Linked DNA regions of Mus musculus: regions 2 and 3 are each linked to region 1. Evidence: chromatin contacts called from public HiChIP or PLAC-seq data. All regions are on one chromosome and are shown on one strand. The core of a region is the stretch at or near the end of the contact, and the rest is flanking DNA. Distances in the headings are between cores, read along the strand shown. Region 1 has its middle 32 kb from the start of Gm51605. Region 2 overlaps Gm31718 (a long non-coding RNA gene). Region 3 overlaps Gm31718 (a long non-coding RNA gene).

Evidence for each region. HiChIP or PLAC-seq counts read pairs in DNA pulled down with a chosen protein or histone mark.
Region 2: a FOXA1 HiChIP or PLAC-seq map of pancreatic cancer cells shows a contact between it and region 1. The contact joins two enhancer-like sites. A contact is called at or near these places in 1 of 15 datasets of contacts at CTCF or cohesin (large pre-B cells), 2 of 484 Hi-C or Micro-C datasets (bone marrow-derived macrophages and muscle stem cells) and 15 of 115 datasets of contacts at active chromatin or transcription factors (the HPC-7 cell line, VIP interneurons, cardiomyocytes and 11 more).
Region 3: a contact with region 1 is called in an HNF4G HiChIP or PLAC-seq map of pancreatic cancer cells. The contact joins two enhancer-like sites. A contact is called at or near these places in 1 of 15 datasets of contacts at CTCF or cohesin (the NIH/3T3 cell line), 1 of 484 Hi-C or Micro-C datasets (bone marrow-derived macrophages), 12 of 115 datasets of contacts at active chromatin or transcription factors (the HPC-7 cell line, astrocytes, cardiomyocytes and 9 more) and 2 of 9 other capture datasets (bone marrow-derived macrophages and embryonic stem cells).

The regions. Positions count from the first base shown.
Region 1 is chr8:126,531,166-126,533,788 of GRCm38.p6, reverse strand. No RefSeq gene overlaps it. Among named protein-coding and RNA genes, the nearest start is that of Gm51605, 32 kb to the right of the region's middle. Within about 2 kb of position 1,303, at least 71 of the 459 cell types and tissues checked have an H3K27ac peak or open chromatin away from gene starts, as enhancers often do. A contact at or near this core is called in fibro-adipogenic progenitors and pancreatic cancer cells, where this site is marked.
Region 2 is chr8:126,902,576-126,905,198 of GRCm38.p6, reverse strand. The region is part of intron 1 of Gm31718 (a long non-coding RNA gene); the gene reads left to right. Among named protein-coding and RNA genes, the nearest start is that of Gm31718, 4.5 kb to the left of the region's middle. Within about 2 kb of position 1,333, at least 32 of the 459 cell types and tissues checked have an H3K27ac peak or open chromatin away from gene starts, as enhancers often do. A contact at or near this core is called in pancreatic cancer cells, where this site is marked.
Region 3 is chr8:126,883,492-126,886,114 of GRCm38.p6, reverse strand. The region is part of intron 1 of Gm31718 (a long non-coding RNA gene); the gene reads left to right. Among named protein-coding and RNA genes, the nearest start is that of Gm31718, 24 kb to the left of the region's middle. Within about 2 kb of position 1,289, at least 153 of the 459 cell types and tissues checked have an H3K27ac peak or open chromatin away from gene starts, as enhancers often do. A contact at or near this core is called in fibro-adipogenic progenitors and pancreatic cancer cells, where this site is marked.

The DNA.
Region 1 (2,623 bases), core at 54-2,553:
TCAACATGGGCAGAGTTTCCGGAATGAGGCTCGGTCCCTGAGATCAAAATCACTCCTCAAGGTACCATATCCTAGCTTGCCAGGAAACTCTGAGTCTGCTGCCCCCAGGAATGTCCATCTTGACTCAAGGAGATCCCTTTAGATTCTGTCCCTATCTCTTGATCTTGATGATGCTTTCTCCAGGACCTTCCATATTGGAAAAGACACCCTCGACTGAGCACCAGGCCAGGTGCAACTCAGGGGACAGGAACTGAGATGGAGAAGAAGGTGGATTCTGCCCCCATCTCTTGAAGCCTGGTTCATAGAGCTGGGAGTGCAGCTCCCACATGCAAGGGTCCAGGCTTGAGATCTAACCCCCACCCACTCATTTACAGACAGATCCAGCCTGCTGTTCTGCACTGGCCTTTCCTCCTTACCCCAGCCTCTAGGTAGCACTTTAGATTCCAAGCTGACTCAGCACCTACTGAGGTCACAGCCTACAGCTCTGTGGATAAGAAATCAAGGACCCCAACCTGAACAGACAAAAGAATGGGGTGAGGGCAGCCATCTGGAAAGAGCTATGCCTACAAAGGCCTGAGAGGACAGGGGTTGGAGCAGATATGGTTCCCGGTGCCCTGCCAATGAGTACATGGCCCCCTGAATAAAACCTCTGTAGTTCTGGAGATCTTGTCGGACCTCTGAAAACAGTTGACCATGAGTCAGGGTCTTTAAGATGTTCCAAACAGGACCTAAGGCTGGTTCTTTGTTCAATACAGAGATTTCAGGTATGTGTGTGTGTGAGTGTGTGTATGTGTGTGTGCTAATGCATTATACATGTTCATATGCACATACATACATGTGTGTGAATGTGTGTGAAGGTCAGGGGTCTGTGGGTGCCTTCCGTATTTTACTGTTTTGAGACAAGTTCTCTTAATGAGCCTAGAACTCATCCATTAGGCTGAACTGACTAGCCCAGTGAACCTCCAGGAGATCCTGTCTTCATCTCCCCAGGACTAGGATTACAGGGGAATGTCATCATGTCTGGCTTTTTATATATATGTTCTGGAGATTCAGATTTACTCAGCAGACACTCTGACTGCTAGGCCATCCATCCCAGCCCTTCAAAGGATTTCTAGTCCATGTGAGAATCAGGAAGAAGTCTTTGAAACATCAACGGCATCTCATTCCCAGGGAGGAGAATTATCGGTCATGCAGGGTGGCATGGTAGGAGGCAAGGGGGGAAGTGATGAAGGGCTGGGATTAGGGCTCTCCCCAGGCAGATTTATGAATCACTGCTCCCTGCTGCGGCACAGTTCGTGGCTGCTTGCCCTAGCCTCTCTGATTTTAGCCTACCCGCCCAACCAGAGTATTGTAGCATGGCCACACCCACTACCTCCAGCAGGGAATCTGAGCTTCCTTATCCCTCTGCCCTCTGCAAACCAACTCTCTTCTTGGCTGGACCTGTTCAGAACGTCCTGGGTACCACATCAGGCTCTAACATGGGCTCTGGTGATAGGAACTCAGGTCCTCATATTTACACAGTAAGCACTTTACCCACTGAGCCACTGGCCCATGACATTTATCAGCAGTGTCTTTGAGTGTAATCATTTGTACTTGGGAGAGGTCCCCTCCAAGTGCCTGTCTGTGCTCTGAGGGGTGGGGCTTCAGAGCAAAAAGGGCTTTGACAAGTGCCAACTACAGATGCACAGGAGGATGAGTCCCGTCTTCTCCCTCTTGTCCTCGCAACCAGGGAGATGACAACAAGACATCTTAAACTCAAAAGTCAGTTACATCAAGGAAGTAGCTGGAGTTGCTTGCTTGTCCTTCTCACAGAGTTGCAGGAGCCGGTGGCAGCTCACAGGGTGAAAGTTGGCTTGTCAAACAAGCCCATTCAAGCTTGCAATACCGCTGTCATTTGCCCAATGGGCTTATGATAAAGAGCAAGATGGGGAGAAAAAAATCTGCCCAAAATAGTGCCCAAGAGAGATCTAAGTCAGGGCAGGACTGGGAGCCAGCACGGCCCACCCTGCTGGCCCTGCGGCCGCATGGCTGCCTGGAGGACCTGTTCTGACAGGGATGGCATGTTCCAGAGCAGTGACCTCACTTTTCAGCACCAAAGAGGCTTGGAGAGGAAGAGCCGCTGAGAGCCCATCTGTGAATCCCTGAAGAAAGCAAGGGAGAACAGAATTTACACTGCAAACTTGACTTTGCAAACAGCGTGTTGAGACAGCCCTGTGGGCAGACAGGGTTTGCTGCAGGCCTGGGACTCGCCCGAGGCTGATGCAGGCTGGAGAGTCATCTACAAAGAATACAAGGAATGTACTCACTTCTTTCTGGAGCCCATGTCAGTCCTTCCTTGCTCTCTTTCTAGGTCTTCACTATCTGCTTCCTTCTTTGGACAGAACTCTGGGGGCAGGAAAGAGAAAGCCAGAGCCTCTCAAGCCCAGGTGAAGACAGAGGCCACTCTGTCCATTCTGGGAGACCCTAGACCCTGGTGGTAGGTGCTGTGAATTAAAGGGTCATGTTCCTGGTCATGTCTGGAGCCATCTCTCAGGAGGCAAAAGGCAGGATGGCTTCTTAGTTCTTCACAAATGGGAAGTAGTGAGGTCACATCTGAATGCAACTTCAGCCCTTGATGTGATGA
Region 2 (2,623 bases), core at 84-2,583, 370 kb before region 1:
CTGAGTGCTGGGATTAAAGGCATGCACCACCACTGCCTAACCAATACCCGAGTCTTTAAAATCCTGGATGTGTTTATGTCTTTTTGCCTTTTGATCTTCTAGGCTTGAAATTTCTAAGCATTATCAAAGTCCTCAAAATGACCTCAAAAGTCTGTCTCTAAAAGGATTTTTGCTTGGCTGCACGTGGTGGGGGCTGCTTCTCTGTGGAGAAGCTGTGCTGGCTCCTGTGTTTGTAATGGTGTTTGTAATGGGGCAGAAAGACAGAGCCACAATTCGCCTGCTATGTTTTCCTGAGTTTTGATTGTACTGAACGTTATCTACACCACACACACACACCTCGTACATACGTGCCTATGACAGACTCTCATTTTTTCCTGAATATTTAAGCGTTTCAATATCAAGACCATCTGTGTGATTGCAGAACTGGGTGCTGGATGATGGGCGGGTAGCAAACCCAGCATGTCCCAAACAAGGGGATAATTCACAACCTAAGTGTGGTGTCCTGGAGAGTAGGGACATCACCTTATGTGCCTTAGTTGTTTACTTCTGGGGCTTTCCCATGAGGTAGCTTCACACTATGGGTGGGAATGAGTGTTGGTAAATGAGAGCACTCTGGGGCTAGAGGCTGCTATGTGTGATCCTCTCATACTGTGCATGACAAACATCCGAAGGCAAGACCTACCTTGGTACAGAACAGTTTCTGGTGCACTCCATCACACGTGGTGGATGCTCAGTAAGTGTGCTGAAGTTAGCCTTGGAATAGCTCAGGTACATCCAAAGGAACTTGGTCTTCAGGAACTTCTTACAGCTGATAACAGCCAAAGAGGCACACCAGGCAGGATCCTGGGAACTCTTATATTTCCCTGTATGTGGCTGGAAGACTCTGATAATTGGCCATGTCATATCCTCACACTGATCCCTTGAGTTTCATTTTGCTGAAGGAGATGTGATCTGCTGAGCTTGTGTAGCCAACCCAGCCGACCGTTGGGACCCTGGGGCTCTCCTCGATCTTACCGGCATGCTTGCTTTCAGCCATGTGCAGCTGTGTGATGTGTGTATGTGCAAACAGTAGAGCCCTGTGTGTACACACACTGTTTAGAAAAGCAAACCAAGGTCTGCGGAGGTAGTCCAGTCACGGGCGGCTGAGTGTTTGTCACAAAAGCATGAGAATCAGCATTTTGTCTTCCAAGGCTGATCACTAGCCTCGATGGGCATACACCTAGGTGTACACACACACACATGAACACGGACACACAAGCCACACTGTCTAAAACACTGTGTCCATTGGTCATGGTCAAAGGCAATTGATCTATGTTCCTTCCTACTGGACTGTTGTTTCGGTGATGTCTCAGGTAGGACATGCTCCTACCTGGGGCTTTGGAGTGAGTTCTAGTTTGGCCCAGTACACTGGTCGGCAGCTGCTGGGTGGTTGTGGGAGAAGTTTTGGGATACAGAGTATCAGGACCCCCCAGGTAGCTGTTAGTCACAGCACAGCTGGTGGCATGACAGCTCCTTGAGTTCTTGTGGTCACTAGCTGTGCTGCGAATGGAATAGTGTAGCACTAGGCACTCAGCAAAAAAAAGAAAAAAAAAAAAAAAAAAAAAAGGATCCCACACAGCTGCCAGCCTCCACGGAACTTGTCCTGGATGCTGGTCTGACTTTGCCCCGAAGCCAGATGGGGGGTTAACTTTTCCTCTCTTCAGCTGACAAGGTTAGTCATTGCTGACACCCGAGTCTTTCTCATTTTCCAGAACAATCCCTATAAACAGGTCATGAGATATGTCACATGTTTGGTGCCAAATTCCTTTGCTGATACGTGTTTGTATTTTGCATATTCAGGTGGTTCAAAGGCTGGCCTCCCTCCTGTGAATGCGCACCCCTAGGTGCTTCCTCTGTTGGTTGTAACCTTTGCTCCCAAGCCTTTCTTTATCCAGGGTGAACTTTACTCTTTTACCTATCCGTCTACCTCCCACCTCAATTATCACCAAACCCTTTCCAAAGCAGGTGTTCTGCTAAGTCCAGGGGCGTAAAGCAAATGGAGTTTATAAGAAGCAAGCATAGGGCAGTGCTGAGAACTAAGTAGCCTGGACCATCACTGTACTGACAGCTTTCTAAGCAATGTGAGCACCCGGAGCTGCTCAGTCTCCTTCCAAAAGGAAGTGTGTCTTCATGCAGCTGGCCACCAATCAATCAATAGGAAGTACTTAGTATACAAGTATGAAGCACCAAGGGCCTTCTGTCAGACAGGTTATGCCTAGGTGCAAGGCTCGGCACTGGGCCTGATGTATACACCTGTAATCTCAGCAACTCATACAGATTTGTAACAGTTGTGTTCTGTCTGGCTGACTCGGTGAGACCCTGTGTCGAAATTTGAATTTTAGAAAATCTAGAAAGATGTAGCTCAGTAATAGAATGCTTGCCTGTCCTATGCAAGACCCTGTATTCAATCTCCAATACTGAAAAATCAAAACTAAATAAGCAAATAAAAAAATACAAGTATGCTTCTTACAAACTAATGCTAGCATCATAATAGTTTGCATTAAAATGACTTAGTGAAAGGTTTATTTTAAAAAATTATCTTTATTAAAGTGTGTGTATGTGTGTGTGTGTGTGTGTGTGTGTG
Region 3 (2,623 bases), core at 40-2,539, 350 kb before region 1:
ACTTGCTTCTGGTTCTGACACTCAAGCAGGTAGTCGTCAGCTTCTGTATAATGAATGATGTCCTCTTGGCTGCTGTCACAAAGAGACATAAGACAGCAGTTTGTTCTCTCGCGGTTCTGGAGGGCAGAAGTTTGACGGCACTTTCGTTTGGCTGTGTCCACGGAACTGCATTCCCTCCAAGGATCCAGGGAAGGACCCACTTTGATCCCTTCCAGCTGGGGGTGGGTGGGGTGGGGTGTTGTCTGCCATTGATTAGTTTGTGGCCTCAGCTCCTCAACCACCACTTCCCTTAGGCTCCTGTGTTTGAACGCTTGGTTGCCTACAGATGGCGCTGTTTGGGAGGTGTGGAAACTTCAGAAGGTAGAGCAGCTCAGCTGGAGGGAGTGGCTTGGTGAGAGTGGGAGTGGTGGTGGACTTTAAGTTTTAAGAGCTACCCTCTTCTGGTTTATGTATGAGGTGTCTTCGTCTGCCCATGCTCCCATGCTTGGTCAGCAGAGACCTTCTTGCTCGAAGCTCTGGAGGCTGGAAGGCTGAGGTCAACGTTTCTGTGAGGTTCCTTTCTCCAGAGGCTTTTCGCTGTGGTGCTTTCTGACTGCGCGTGGGATGTGACTATCCACCTCACGATTGTGCCGCCACAGTGGCAAGCCACCTTTGCCTCCTGCTCTCCTTCCCCTCTGTGGTGGATTGTATCCTCTCGACTGTGAGCCAGAATAAACCTTTCCTCACCGAAGCTGCTTTCAACAGGTATTCTGTTGCTTTCAACAGGTATTCTGTCACAGCAACTAAGGAAGTAATTGATACACTTGGCCTCTGTCTTTTTGTTTGTTTGTTTTGTTTTTGTTTTGTTTTGTTTTGTTTTTTTTTTGTTTTTGTTTTTCCGAGACAGGGTTTCTCTGTGTAGTCCTGGCTGTCCTGGAACTCACTCTGTAGACCAGGCTGGCCTCAAACACAGAAATTCGCCTGTCTCTGTCTCCCAAGTGCTGGGATTAAAGGCGTGTGTCACCACTGCCCGGCCTCTGTCTTTTAAGTACACAAGTCATTGTATATGGGGGCTTTTGCCCTTCTCAGTTGTGAGGCACCTGGGATAACTGTTCTATCTCACAGTCCTTATTCGTATTTGCAAAGACCCATTTCCTTAGAAAACAAAACCAACCAACCAACCAAACAAACAAACAAAACCCCCACCAGATTCCTCACATTTACAGGCCTCAGGGACCTTTGCCAGCCTACTGCAACCCTATTTAGACTCTGAGGTCCTGGCTGGCAAAGGGCCTAGTCTTCTCTGCTCTCATTAAAGGGCATCCTGGGGTAAGCTCTGCCACAGTCTGATGTGCAGGGACAGTCCCCACTTCCCTCTAGGGAGCATGGATTTCTCCACAGACACATTCCTCAGAAGAGCCTCCCCTCAAACTCTGACCCCCAAGTGGCTGGCACCTTCCATTCTACAAGGGAAGGGGAGGGTGCGTGGCGGCTCCAGACTCTACCCTGCTGCAAGGGATGTGGCATGCTCTGTCCAGTCTGTCACCTTTACTATGGGGATATTGGTGGTGATGATGCCCAGATTTGTAACCTGGGCTGTGCAAACACCAGGGAACACAGAGAGGGACCACCAGGAGGCTGTGATCAGCCACAACTCACCCCCTCACAAGCCTGCCCCCCCAACCCCCCAAGTTTCCAGGCTTGCGTTTGTGCTCCTTGAGCTATGCCGTTTGTTCTCCCTCGTGGCTGACCTCATTCTGTTTTCTTTGCCAGTGGTTGAATGACGCAGGCACTGCCATGTGACCATGAGATGCTAATGACAAGCAAGGCAGACACAGACATCCTTCTTGGGGCTTGCAGCTCATGAGGTGTGCTGAACCAGAACTCTCCTGCTCTGTGACTTAGCAGTCTGTGATTTGATAAGGAGGCCCTGCGTGTATGAGTGCCGCCGAGACGGACAAGCTGGCTTGGGAACAAAACACACTTATGTTTTAAAACTCGGTCCAGCTTTTTGGGGAGCGGGGGGGTGGGGGTGGTTAGAGGGAGGAACAGATTTGTTTGGGAGGCCCTGGAATGTTCAGATAATAAATCCCTTTATCTCTTCCTCCACCTTAGCAATGGAAATGAGCAGCCTGTCTCTGGGAGGCTAAAGGAAGGATTTTTTTTTTTTTTTTTTTAAAGCACCAGCCTTGGGCTAAATCCCTAAACCAGTGTACAGGGCTGGATATGGTAACCTTCATTCCCAGAGTTCCACGGGGGAAACTGCATCTTCTAGAAGAGGAGCTAAGAAGCGTCAAGGGTGTGCAAAATGGCAGTCATCAAAGGCTGAGCTCGCTCAAGGGTCTTACAGAGTGTCTGGGTTACTACTTTCTTTTTTTGAGGTGTTTCTATCACTCCAAGCCTTCCATCAATGACTGAACACAAATTTCAAGTCTTCTCCTAGTCTGTTACCTTTTGTATGTGTGGGTGCACATGCACGTGTGCAGGTAAGATGCATGGGTGCAGAGGATGACCTCAGGTGTTATATCACAGGCGCCAGTCGTCTTTTTGTTCTGAGGCAGGGTCTCTCACTGGCCTGGAAATCATCTAGCAGGTTAGGCTAGTGAGCTTCTCTGGGTCAGGCTGATCTCTACCTCCCTAGCAC